2 separate regions of the Macaca mulatta genome follow, and region 1 is linked to region 2. A link is a contact called in public Hi-C data. All regions are on one chromosome and are shown on one strand. The core of a region is the stretch at or near the end of the contact, and the rest is flanking DNA. Distances in the headings are between cores, read along the strand shown.

Evidence for each region. A called contact is a pair of places that touch in the nucleus more often than the background predicts.
Region 1: a Hi-C map of fetal cortex germinal zone shows a contact between it and region 2, with 2.7 times the contacts expected there. The contact joins the promoter of MYO7B here to the promoter of SFT2D3 in region 2. A contact is called at or near these places in 4 of 14 Hi-C or Micro-C datasets (blood, cortical neurons, fetal cortex germinal zone and 1 more).

What each region holds. Positions count from the first base shown.
Region 1 is chr12:9,751,095-9,756,582 of T2T-MMU8v2.0, reverse strand. It overlaps MYO7B (myosin VIIB), which reads left to right and starts at 1,556. Exons shown (of 48, transcript XM_077956735.1): 1 at 1,556-2,945. It overlaps IWS1 (interacts with SUPT6H, CTD assembly factor 1), which reads right to left and starts at 1,481. Exons shown (of 17, transcript XM_077956771.1): 1 at 1,178-1,481. The coding sequence starts at 1,211.
Region 2 is chr12:9,576,732-9,582,512 of T2T-MMU8v2.0, reverse strand. It overlaps SFT2D3 (SFT2 domain containing 3), which reads left to right and starts at 3,558. Exons shown (of 3, transcript XM_028842724.2): 1 at 3,558-4,742. The coding sequence starts at 3,582. The coding sequence ends at 4,229.

The sequences.
Region 1 (5,488 bases), core at 307-2,806, 180 kb before region 2:
CAACCTCTGCCTCCCAGGCTCAGGGCTCAAAGGATCCTCCCACTTCAGCCTCCTGAGTAGCTGGGACTACAGGTGTGCACCACCACACTAATTTTCGCATTTTTTTGTAGAGACGAGGGTTGGGGGTGGGAGGTAGGGGCGTGGCGGGGTGGGGGTGGTGTCACTATGTTGCCCAGGCTGGTCTCGAACTCCTGGGTTCAAGCCATTGGCCGCCTACGCCTCCCAAAGTGCTGGGATTACAGGCATAAGCCACCGCACCTGGCTTAGGAAGGTGTTTTTAAGCAGTGAATGCTTGGAAAACCCTTTGCAGTCATTACAATTCACTGTCCTATGTAAGGAAAAGCAATGAACTCAAAACAGTAAAGAGCTTAACGCTTAAACCATTGAGAACTCAAGTTTTTTTTTAATTTTTTTTTAATTTTCAATTTTTGTGGCTACATAGTGGGTGTATTTAAGAACTTTTGAGACAGAACCCCCAATACAACTAGCACACAAAGGGAAAGCAAACCCCACGTGTTTCCCACACCAGGTTCTGCTTCACTTATCCTTAATCTCAGGTGCCGAGCACCGTGCCAGCAGAGTGGGCCCCATTAAGAGTTTACAGAATAAACAAACAGTAAAGAAAGGAGACCAAACTTCGGTGAGGAAGGTGAGGAGAAAGAGGAACCGTCTCAAGGTGGAAGAAAGGCACAAAAATCACAAGTGCCAGAAGTGCATTCCTTACTCTATGCATGCATCTGAAACATGCGTCCTGCACTTATGTCCGGTGTTGCAGGCAAGATTAAACCACTCCCTTAGGAGTGAAAAGTGTAGGAAGGATCCCCCGCCCCATCGCCCCTTGGATTCTCCAACTACTCAACTACTGAAAACTCTTAACAGAAGATACCTCTCCTTCCCTAGCACTTTGCACACAATAGGAGCTTAATATACGAAAGTGACTTCCCAATTTCAGCAAAAACCTTCGCCGATTCAGAAGAAAGCTTTCCCACCAGAATCCCGTCTCCAACGTTCTAGCTTCGAGGCTTGCAGCCGGTCAGTGGGCTCTTGCCCTCCTCGGGCCGGGTCGCGGGAGGGAAGGTTTCGGGGGCCTCCTTGCCCCCACCCGCGGGGTGCCAGGCCGAGACCCGCCGAGTAACTGCTCCGCCCCCCAGCCCGGTCCCCCAGGTCCCTGCCCCACCTGATTGGTCGCCGCTGTAATATTCCGAGTCCATGGCAGGCGGACTCTCAGCGGGGAGTGTCCGCGCCCCGCGCCGCCCCCGTCACCTCCTTCCAGGCGGTGTGACCCCGGAAGGCGCGGCTGAGTGTTCAGAGACTCCCGCCCGACCGGAGAACTTAACGGGTGCGGAGAGTAAGAAAGCGGCAGCGGCAACGGCGAATGCTTTGACCTGGAAGCGGAGGCAGGCTGGCAGGCTGGCAGGCAGGCAGGCACGCGAGCCGGCGCTCTACTTCCTAGAAGCACCGCTGGGGCCAAAATGGCGTCTGCCCACGACCCTCAAAGGAATGCAGCGCGCAGGCGCCGCAACCCGTCAACCGGCCAATGAGAAGACGCAACAGCACTGACGCCAAGGCACGGCCGGAAAGGAGACTCCTGGGAAAACTGAGCTGGAGCTCGGGCTTTAATTAAATACCTTGCTCGGGTGGATCCCGGTCTGGCCCCCGTGGAAATAACGTTATCGTTTATTCTTTATCATTTTCTAGATTCTGTGTCCGTGCCTTGTTTGAAGAGCTTTTGAGATACTCTTCCGAAAAATGAAGACCCGCTCAAATGACTTTTCCGTCATTCAGCCAAACCACGGTGGTTCCCGTCAGGCCCCGAGGCGCCTCGTTCCCGCCCGCAGTAGGCGAGAAAGCGAGCGTTGCTCCCTGGGACTTGTAGTACGACGACCGCGAGCTGTGATGCGTTACTAACTGGCGCGAGCCACGGCGCCTCCTCTCCCAGCGTCTTCCTCTCTTTCATCCTTGTTAAGAAGCTATTTGGCCAGCAGTAAGAAGTACACATCTTTGCTTCCAGAAGGGTTCCCCTGATGAAACACCGAGGAAGGTGAAGTTGAACTTTACCTGAGCCCTGTGTTCCTAGAAAACAGCGGTGATTAAGAAACCCCTTCGTCTATTTGTGTGTCTGGAACGGCACACTGTGAAGAACCACCCATCGCCACGTGACTCGGATAAAACGCGTGCAGATGACCCCCTTGTTTGCCTGTGACGAGGACAAACAGACCTTTCCCCTTTATTCTGAGCCTGTTAATAAAGCCAGACAGACCTTAAATTCCTGCTGCTGATAATCGAGTAATTAGTTGAGATTAGAACACTCCCCCGACCCCAAACTAGTTAGAGAATATTTTCTGTTCACCTGACTGAAATTTATCCTGATTGCAAAACAATCCCAACTGTCAGTCATTCCACCTTCCTCCCTATAAAAGGCAAAACTGCGCTGCCAAGACACTGATCGTCTCTGGAGTGCTCTCCCTGTTGAAATAGGCTGAGTAAAATCTATTTCCTTACTTGTTCATTTTAGTCTTGGACAGGGAGGGGAACATTCTTGACTTTTGATGGGAGGAGGGCCAGTAGAGGTTTAAGCAAAGATTCCCCAGGAGGTGTAGACATGTAGAAAAAGAGCGTTTTGTTACTACTACAGATATCTGACCCTTCGTTAGCCAGTCAGAGTATGCTGGCAGAGCCCAATTATAGGCTCCTGAAGAGGACGTGGGAAGAGAAGAAAGGGGAGAAGTGGTTTCTCTCTGGAAATTCCCATTTTCCTGCAAGAGAGTTCACGGATATTCTTTTCCGATGTGGTGGAAACAGCATGGAATCCAAATTCCTTATTTTCAGCTGTGGGAATGGCAGCTTCTCAGGCAGTCTTGAGAATCAGAAGAACAAAGAATGAGCAATGCCCGACACCAAATCACTTGATAGAAGATATCAAGGCTCTAAGCCCTCTTCTAAAGGTGAGAGTATACCTGTGTAAATGTAGAGTACACCTGTGTAAATGGAGCAGGATTAAAAGATGAAAATTCCAGGAAGAGTTTCGGTGGAAGAGAACCTTTTAGTTTCACCAGAGATGTAAGTCCAGCAGTCAGGAAAGTGGTTGGGTTATAAACAATGCAATTGCCAGATGATAATTACTGAATTTTAGCGTTAAAACTAACTGTACTGGTGGTTTGGAGAGTGGATAGAAACACTCTGGACACACAACAATGTTCTTAGCTCTAGAAGGCTGCAAAGAAGCATCAGATCTAACTTTTGTACTCAGAAAGTCAACAATTTAGTAAGACAGGACACCTCTTTCAAATGAATACAGAGCCTTAGTTAAAGCAGTGTGTTTATCAGTGGAAACACAGCTTACTGAGAGTTCCCAGAGCTCCTTCCTACCAGCTGGCTGTCCCTCCTGGATGCTGGTAGAGAAATTCTGTAGTGGCACAGATGTGTCTTTCTGAGTCTTGGCTGCCTTACATTTTCAGGACTGCCATCTCCCTACCCCTCACACCCCACCCCAGTGCAGTTGGCCCATGGCGGTGATTGGGAGGCACTCAGAAGAGAGGCTGTTTCCCACACCAAGGGTGCTAAGGACAGAGAAGGATGGAGGGGCAAACTTGCAGCAGTCCACAATGCTTCCTCCCTTAACAGATAACCCAGAGACACTGCATTCCCTAAATGAATGTAAGATGTATTTGGAGACACTCTGAAGACACTGCCATCTGCTGAACACGTAAGGGAGCAAGAGACCAAATAATATAAACAACAGCCTGGGAGCAAGAGACCAAATAATATAAACAACAGCCTGGCACCATCAGAGCTGTAGACTGGGGGCTTAGAGCCCTAGGTTGTGGCCCTATCACTGGGCTTATTGTACTTGGTGAGCCGGGACAAGCTACCAGTCTTCTATGAGCCTCAGTTTCCACATGTATCAAATGAGAGGGTTGAATCAGGTTTCAAGTCCTCTTAGCTTTTTTCTATGTCAAAGAAGCCAGGTCTCTAAGTCTGACCCAGCTTCTTGTGCTTGAGCCACTAGCAAGCCCTACCAGGGAAGACACAAACGAAACTTACTAGCTGTGTGACCTTGAGCAAGTTGCTGAACCTCTCTGTGCTTCAACGTCCTCACCTATAAGTTGGGGATAACAGTACCATTTATGTCACAGAGTTGTCATGAAGCTAAACGCACATATATAATTATATAATATGTTATAATTATATATATTACATGTATAATATTAAACATGATATATATAATATATATATATAAAATGATTCCTGGGACAGAATATTGTGAAATTAAATAATTCAAACTTTTTTTTTTTTTTTTGAGATGGAGTCGCGCTCTGTCACCCAGGCTGGAGCACAGCAGGTTGGAGTGCAGTGGCATGATCTTGGCTCACTGCAACCTTCACCTCTTGGGTTCAAGCAGTTCTCGTGCTTCAGCCTCCTGAGTAGCTGGGACTACAGGTGTGCACCACCATGCCTGGCTATTTTTTGTATTTTTAGTAGAGATGGGGTTTCACCATATTGGCCAGGCAGGTCTTGAACTCCTGGCCTCAGGTGATCCACCCACCTCGGTTTCCCAAAGTGCTAGGATTACAGGCGTGAGCCACTGCACCCAGCCAAATAATTCAAACTGAAAGCTGTTGGAACTTAAATTGTTCTGAGTCTTCAGAGGAATGTGACTATGCAGCCTGAGTCACATGTCATGCAGCTGCAACTTCTGCCGTTTTTCCCCCTGTAAACAATTGAGACTAAGTGGTGCCGGAGATAAAACCCCCTCAGATCACTCCCTCTCCTACAGAGTAATAATGTCATCTCGTTGGGATGCAGCATCCTGTAACCAATCAAATCACTGTAACATATGCACTGTCTTGTGTGGAAAATGTTATAATCCTGCTAAAATTTTTCTGTCTCTCTCTGTACAAGTAAAATTGAACTTCTCCACTTTGGAACGCTGAACCCATTCGTTTGGAGTTGAGGTCTCCTAGGTGGCTATCCGCACACTCAAGTAAACTCTATGTGTAATCATATTTTATGCATCTTATTATTTAAGATTAGCAATATATATGTTAGCTATTATCATTATTATTAGGCATTGTGAAGATACAAAAAACTAACATGATTCCTGCCTTGAGAAGCTTACAATTCATTAGGAAGTACTGCTTTGAGAAAAGAAAATGCTAAGAGGTGAATTGTGTGATGTGGGTAACAAGTACCATGGGAATTAAAAGGAGGGTGAGGCTAGAGTGAACAATCAGGCTGGCTTCTTGGGGGAGGGCGCTTGAGGTGATATTTGAAGGACAAAGGCCGATTTGGATGGAAAGATAATATTTCAATCATGGTAAGCTAACAGTCTACCATGTAGTTATGTTGTTATAACAACATCAACACATTTCAGTGGCTTGACGTGATAATAGTTTATTTCTTCCTCTTGTCAATGGGCAGTGGGGTCAGCGGTGAGGTGGAGGTTGCACTCTGCTCCTAGCAGTCATTCAGGGATCCAGGCTCTTCC
Region 2 (5,781 bases), core at 2,309-4,808:
CAGAAAAGGCTGGCTCTGGCCCCTTCCCCTGGGGAAGGTGGGAGCTGGGACCTGCCTGACCTTATGCAAAAGTCCGACAATAGTGGGACGGAGGACGCGGGCATCCGAGGAGCCCCTGCCCGGGATTTGCAGATGCGGTGGCTGCAAGAGCTGAGGCCAGGCCCTGCCTGGTGCTGACGCGGTGAAATCTAAAGCTCCCGAAAAGCCAGGCTTCCCCCCGCGGGGACAAGGCCATCCAGCACCACAAAGAGGAACACAGAATGGGGTTTCAGAACAAGAAAAAAAAAATTCTTTCGGGGCCCTGCTGCATTTGTGTGAGTCTGGCTCCTTTGCATCTCCATCCACATCAACGTTCACTGTGAATGGAGCCCAGAAGGAAGGACAGGCTCAAAATGAAGGATGGGGAGGGAGGGAGACTTGGAAAGGCATTTGCCTGTTCTTAAACCACCCAGGAAATGAGTGTGCCACCGTCCGTTATGCTTGTGAGTGAAAAGGGTGGAGGGTGACGGGAGCCACTGCTTCCGGGAGGTCAGGGAAGGACATTCTGAAAGTGACATTGAAGTAGAGACCTGAAGAAATGAGGGAGGGCGCTGTGAAGATATTTGGGGTGGGAGGAATGCTTTAGGGGAACATGTTTGACAGATCCAGAAACAACCCAAAGGCCACCCGATGTAGAACAGGATGGAGGCGGGAGAAAGCAGGGGAGTGGAGGCAGACAGGTCCCGGGCCATCCCACAGGGCAACGTGGGCGAGGTGAGGAAGTCGCTTCTGTGAGTGTGAGGTGAGCAATGGGGGAGTGACATCATCTGACTCAATGGACAAAGGTCCCTCAGGCCGATGTGTGAACCGTGAAGAAAGCATGGACCAAAACAGGGACACTGTGGTGGGGTGCAGGCAGGCGCCCAGATGTGGGGTTAGTGGTGGAGGGGAGAATGGGCTGGTACTGGATCTGTTTCCAAGGTAGAGTGGCGGGACTTGCTGATGGGGTGCGATTATTGAGGTGCGGAGGAGGGGGTAGCTACAGGTTTTGGGGGATGAGGAGGGGAAGTCAGGAGTGAAGTGTCTGGTTCTGCACACGACCTCCAGGGTGTCTATCAGATGCCTGGTGGAGAAGTAGGGGAGGATCTGTACCCAGAGGGTTTTAACAACACGGGCTGGGCCAGAGGGTGCTGAGAGAGAAAAGAGGAGATCCCCCAGGAGCAGCAACGCTGAGGGCTCAGGAGGAGGAACAGCCAAGAGAGGAGCCCACAGTGTCATCCTGGGGCTGAAGGCTGAAATTCACTGCACTAGCCAACAGCGTCTGGCGATTTTGTGATGAACGATTTTGCTGGCGCGGTGGACTGAAGGCCTGGTAGAAGGGCTTCAAGGGAGACGGGGAAGCAAGAGATGGTTGTTAGGATGAGTTTTGCTGCAGTGCTGGAGGAAGGTGGGTTTTGTTAATGACCTTCCCTCCCTGCAGCCAAACCACAGCAGAAAACCCATCCAGGGCTCACACAGAAGGACCCCCAGCAAAAGCCTCTTCCTGCAACGGGAAGCCCACAAGGTTAGAAACCAGAAATCACAACCTAACACTACCCTACTGTCAGTTTTGTAGGTGACCTTGGGTAGGTTACTTAACTTCTTGGTATTTCTCAGCTTCCCTCACCTATAAAATGGGCAGCACAGTCCTGCCTTTTCTATATGGTAGCTGCATAAATGATTAGGTAACATCACTGATGGGCATTTACGTCCCCAGTCCACTTTCTAGCTCTGCATATTTGAATACTCTAAGTACCTCACAGAAGTGGAACCATGCAGTATTGGTCCTTTTTGTGACTGGCTTATTTCACTCAGCATAATGTCCTCAAGGTTCATCCATGTGGTAGCATGCGTCAGAATCTCCTTCCTTTTCAAGGCTGCGTAACAGTCCACTGTATGCATATCTCACATTTTATTTATTTATCTGCTGGTGGACACTTCGGTTGCTTCCATCTCTTGACTAACATGAATAGTTCTGCTATGAAGAGTTATACAAATCTCTGAGACCTTGCTTTCAATTCTTTGGGGTATATATCCAGAGTGGAATTGCTGGATCAGACTGTAATTATGTACACACACACACATATATGTATTCAAATATGTGTATATGTTTATGTGTCTATGTATCTCTGTGTGTGTACATATATACATATATATATACTTATTTATTTATATATATATTTTTCTAGGAACTTCCATACTGTTTTCCACAGCAGCTGAGCATCTTACATTCCCACCAACAGTGCACAAGGCTTGTAGTTTCTCCACATCCTTGACAGACTTGTAACTTTCTGGTGTGTTGTTTTTGTTTTTTGTTTCGATCCTAGCCATCCTAATGGTTTAGCCATGCTAAGTGATCAGGATGGTCACTATTATTATCAAGTGATAACAAATCAGAATGTATTTTGAAAAAGAATTACATCTGTCAGGATCCAACCAAGAAAACAGAAAGCATTAAAAGGAACTTAGTGGGGGAGATTAGTCACACAGGGGATGGAAAGGCTGAGAAGTCAAACAGCAGGAAGCCATTAACTTTACATCCACCTAGGGCAGAGGACCAAGGACGCAGGGCCACCCAGGGGAAGCCAAGGTGGTGAGGGGAGCTGTGGAGGCAGCTGGAAGAATCTGGAGGAATCGGACCTGTGAGAAGAACCACAGGCAGACATCCTCTAGGAGGCTCTGAGAAAGAGCAGGACACGTGGGTGCGGCCTCGGAATAAATCGGGATGGTTAGCTTGTCAGAGTGATCTGACGATGAGTCAGGACACCTGGGCGTGGCGGTGTCCCGAGCACGAGAGTGACACCAAACACACAGAACAGCAGCACAGAGTCTTGGACAAGGGGCGCGAAGGACTCAAGCATGTTGCCAGGCCTGTGGCTGAAACTGAGAACAGAATAGAGAAGCAGGTGGAGCTTACTGGGTGTCAACCCTTCCTTTATCAACCCCATGGTAAGTGATTAGGATGGTCACTATTACTACAAGTGACGTAACCAATCAGGACGCAACTTTCCCCCCAAACAAAACCACCTGAGTCACACAGATCTCAACTTTTTTAAAAAATCAAATTTTTATGTTGAGATCACTGTTAAGTTTGTGTTCAGTTGTAAGAAACAGATCCCGTGTACCTTTTACCCATTCCTCCATGTTGCAAAACTAGCACAATATCACCGCCACGGTAGACGCAGACAGTGAGGCCACAGGACATTTCTATCAGCAAAAGGGTCCCTCTTGTGCCCCTTTAGAACCCCGCCCACCCTTGCCTTCCAACTATTAATGCTGGCAGGACTTAGCCAGGCCGTAAGGGCGCGTACTCAGAACAAGGAAGAGGGTCAGGCGCTGGGAGGGCGACTGCAGGCGGACAAACTGCACCTACGCCCGCGGTACTTGAGGACACCACAAAAGTCCGCGGAAGAGGCACCTCGGCACTTCCGCGAGCGCCGCAGGCCCTGCCCCTTTCGCCGCGGCCGACCAATTGCGGCCCGAAGGCCGAGCCGCTTCCGCCCGCGGCCGGGGAGGGCCGGATGTGAACGGTGTTTTTCCTTCCTGCCGCCACCTTGTCCAAGATGGCGGACCTCCACCGCCAGTTGCAGGAGTACCTGGCGCAGGGGAAAGGGGGCGGCCCGGCGGCCGCGGAGCCGCTGCTCGCCGCGGGGAAGGCGGAGGAGCCCGGGGACGGGCCGGCGGGGGCGTGGCTGGGCCGCGCGGGCCTACCCTGGACCTGGGCGCGGAGCCCTGGGGAGTCGGTGGCTGCGGGCCCGGCGTGCCTGCCCAGCGTGACGCGCGGGCAGCGGCTGGCGGCGGGCGGCGGGTGCCTGCTGCTGGCGGCACTCTGTTTCGGCCTGGCCGCGCTCTACGCGCCGGTGCTGCTGCTGCGCGCGCGCAAGTTCGCGCTGCTCTGGTCGCTGGGCTCCGCGCTGGCGCTGGCGGGAGGCGCGCTGCTGCGGGGCGGCGCGGCGTGCGGGCGGCTGCTGCGCTGCGAAGAAGCGCCGTCCCGGCCCGCGCTGCTCTACACGGCAGCGCTGGGCGCCACGCTGTTCGCCGCGCTGGGCCTGCGCAGCACGCTGCTCACGGTGCTGGGCGCGGGCGCGCAGGTAGCCGCGCTGCTGGCCGCGCTGGTCGGGCTGCTGCCCTGGGGCGGCGGCACCGCGCTGCGCCTGGCGCTGGGTCGCCTGGGCCGCGGCGCCGGCCTCACCAAGGTGCTGCCCGTGTGAGGACCTCGACCCCGCGCCACTGGGGAAGGACGCGTAGCCAGCGCCGTCGAAGACTGCCCCTGCCGAGCCGAGGACTGCACGCCGGTGCCGGGACGCCCGCGGCGAAGACCCTGCCGTGACCGCCTGTGAGTCTAAGCCGGGAGCGGCTGCTGCCAGGGGAGGCGACCGCAGCGTTGGGAGGTCGTCGATGTCAGCGTTTTGTGCTGGACTTGGCACATGCTCTGAAAACAGATTTTGTCATTGAACTGGTGACAGGATGTGAGACGGTTATAAGTTGCTGTCGAAGTAACTGTGATCTTAGGTTCCGCTGAGTAAAGAAAAAGGACTTTTCTTCGAATTAGCTGCTCTCGTGATTTTTCTCAGGCTGTTTTGTCATTTTAAAATCCAGCGCTAGATGTAGCTTAGCGACGGTAATTTTTTGTTTTGGCTGTGCTAAAACTTGGAAATTATTCTCTTCGGTGCCGGCGAATCCAGAAGGGTATCAGATTATTAAACACCGAATTCAGCCACTGAGTAAGTACTTTTAAAAGTACTTATTTAAGAGTTAATCTCGGGTTTTTTCTTCAGTTAACAAAATCATACATATGGTGCCTTATAACATGAAAGGAAAATTAGTTCTGTATTTCACGACGAAAGCGATGGACCAAAAGAAATTTCCTGCCCCAAGCAGCATGGGATCCAGGAAGGGGCGCGTACAAGCTTAGCGGGCTCTGCGGAAATCCTGCAAATAGGAAGATAATTCTAGATCCGGAACACCTGTATCTGATGGAGACCATGGATTTCTACAAGCTCGAATTATTCCTCATTGTATGGTCTGCTTTGTAAACTAGTTTACAATTTGCAGGCTGATCTTAAGATGCTTTTTATATCTAATTGCTGCTTCCTTCATTTTAGGTTCAGCGGTTACTTTTACCTACCGTAATTTATTGCCAGAAAAGTATGAGCCTAACATTCTGATGAGTCCAGAAGACTACGTTTTGTCAGTAGCAACACACTAGGAAGTAAAATATATTTAGAATTTAAACATTGTGTGCCAGTGGTTCTCGCGCTTGACTGCATGTCAGTTACTTGAAGAGCCACACCTCTGATCAACGCAGTCTGAACCAGGGAAGTAGGTCCTAGACATCAGGACCTTTTTAAAGCTCCCCAGGTGATTCTACGTTCCCCAAGGTTGAAGACCACTTCTGTGCCTTGGCTTGCACAATTTGAAAATAATGCTTTTCCTGAGCTGGATCCCAGTGTTGCCTAACAGGGTGTCTGCCGGGCCGCGGTAGAGCACTGCTGCTTCCTCCAGCCCCAAAATGTATGTTCCTAAGTTAGGTCCCTAAGCACTGTCCCAGCAAGTGACGCAAGTGGCCAACACCCACGCTGTAGGCTTGCAGGCTACCCGCCCTGAGATTTGGTGAAGAATACTGCCTTGTTCCCCGTCAGTAAACAAGGTTACCTACCTCAGGCGGCTGCTAGTGAGGGAGCAAATGCAGTATTTTCAGAATGATTTATTTTTTTAATTGTAAAGACTTGTGCCATTGGCTGTTCTTTCTAGTCACCTAAA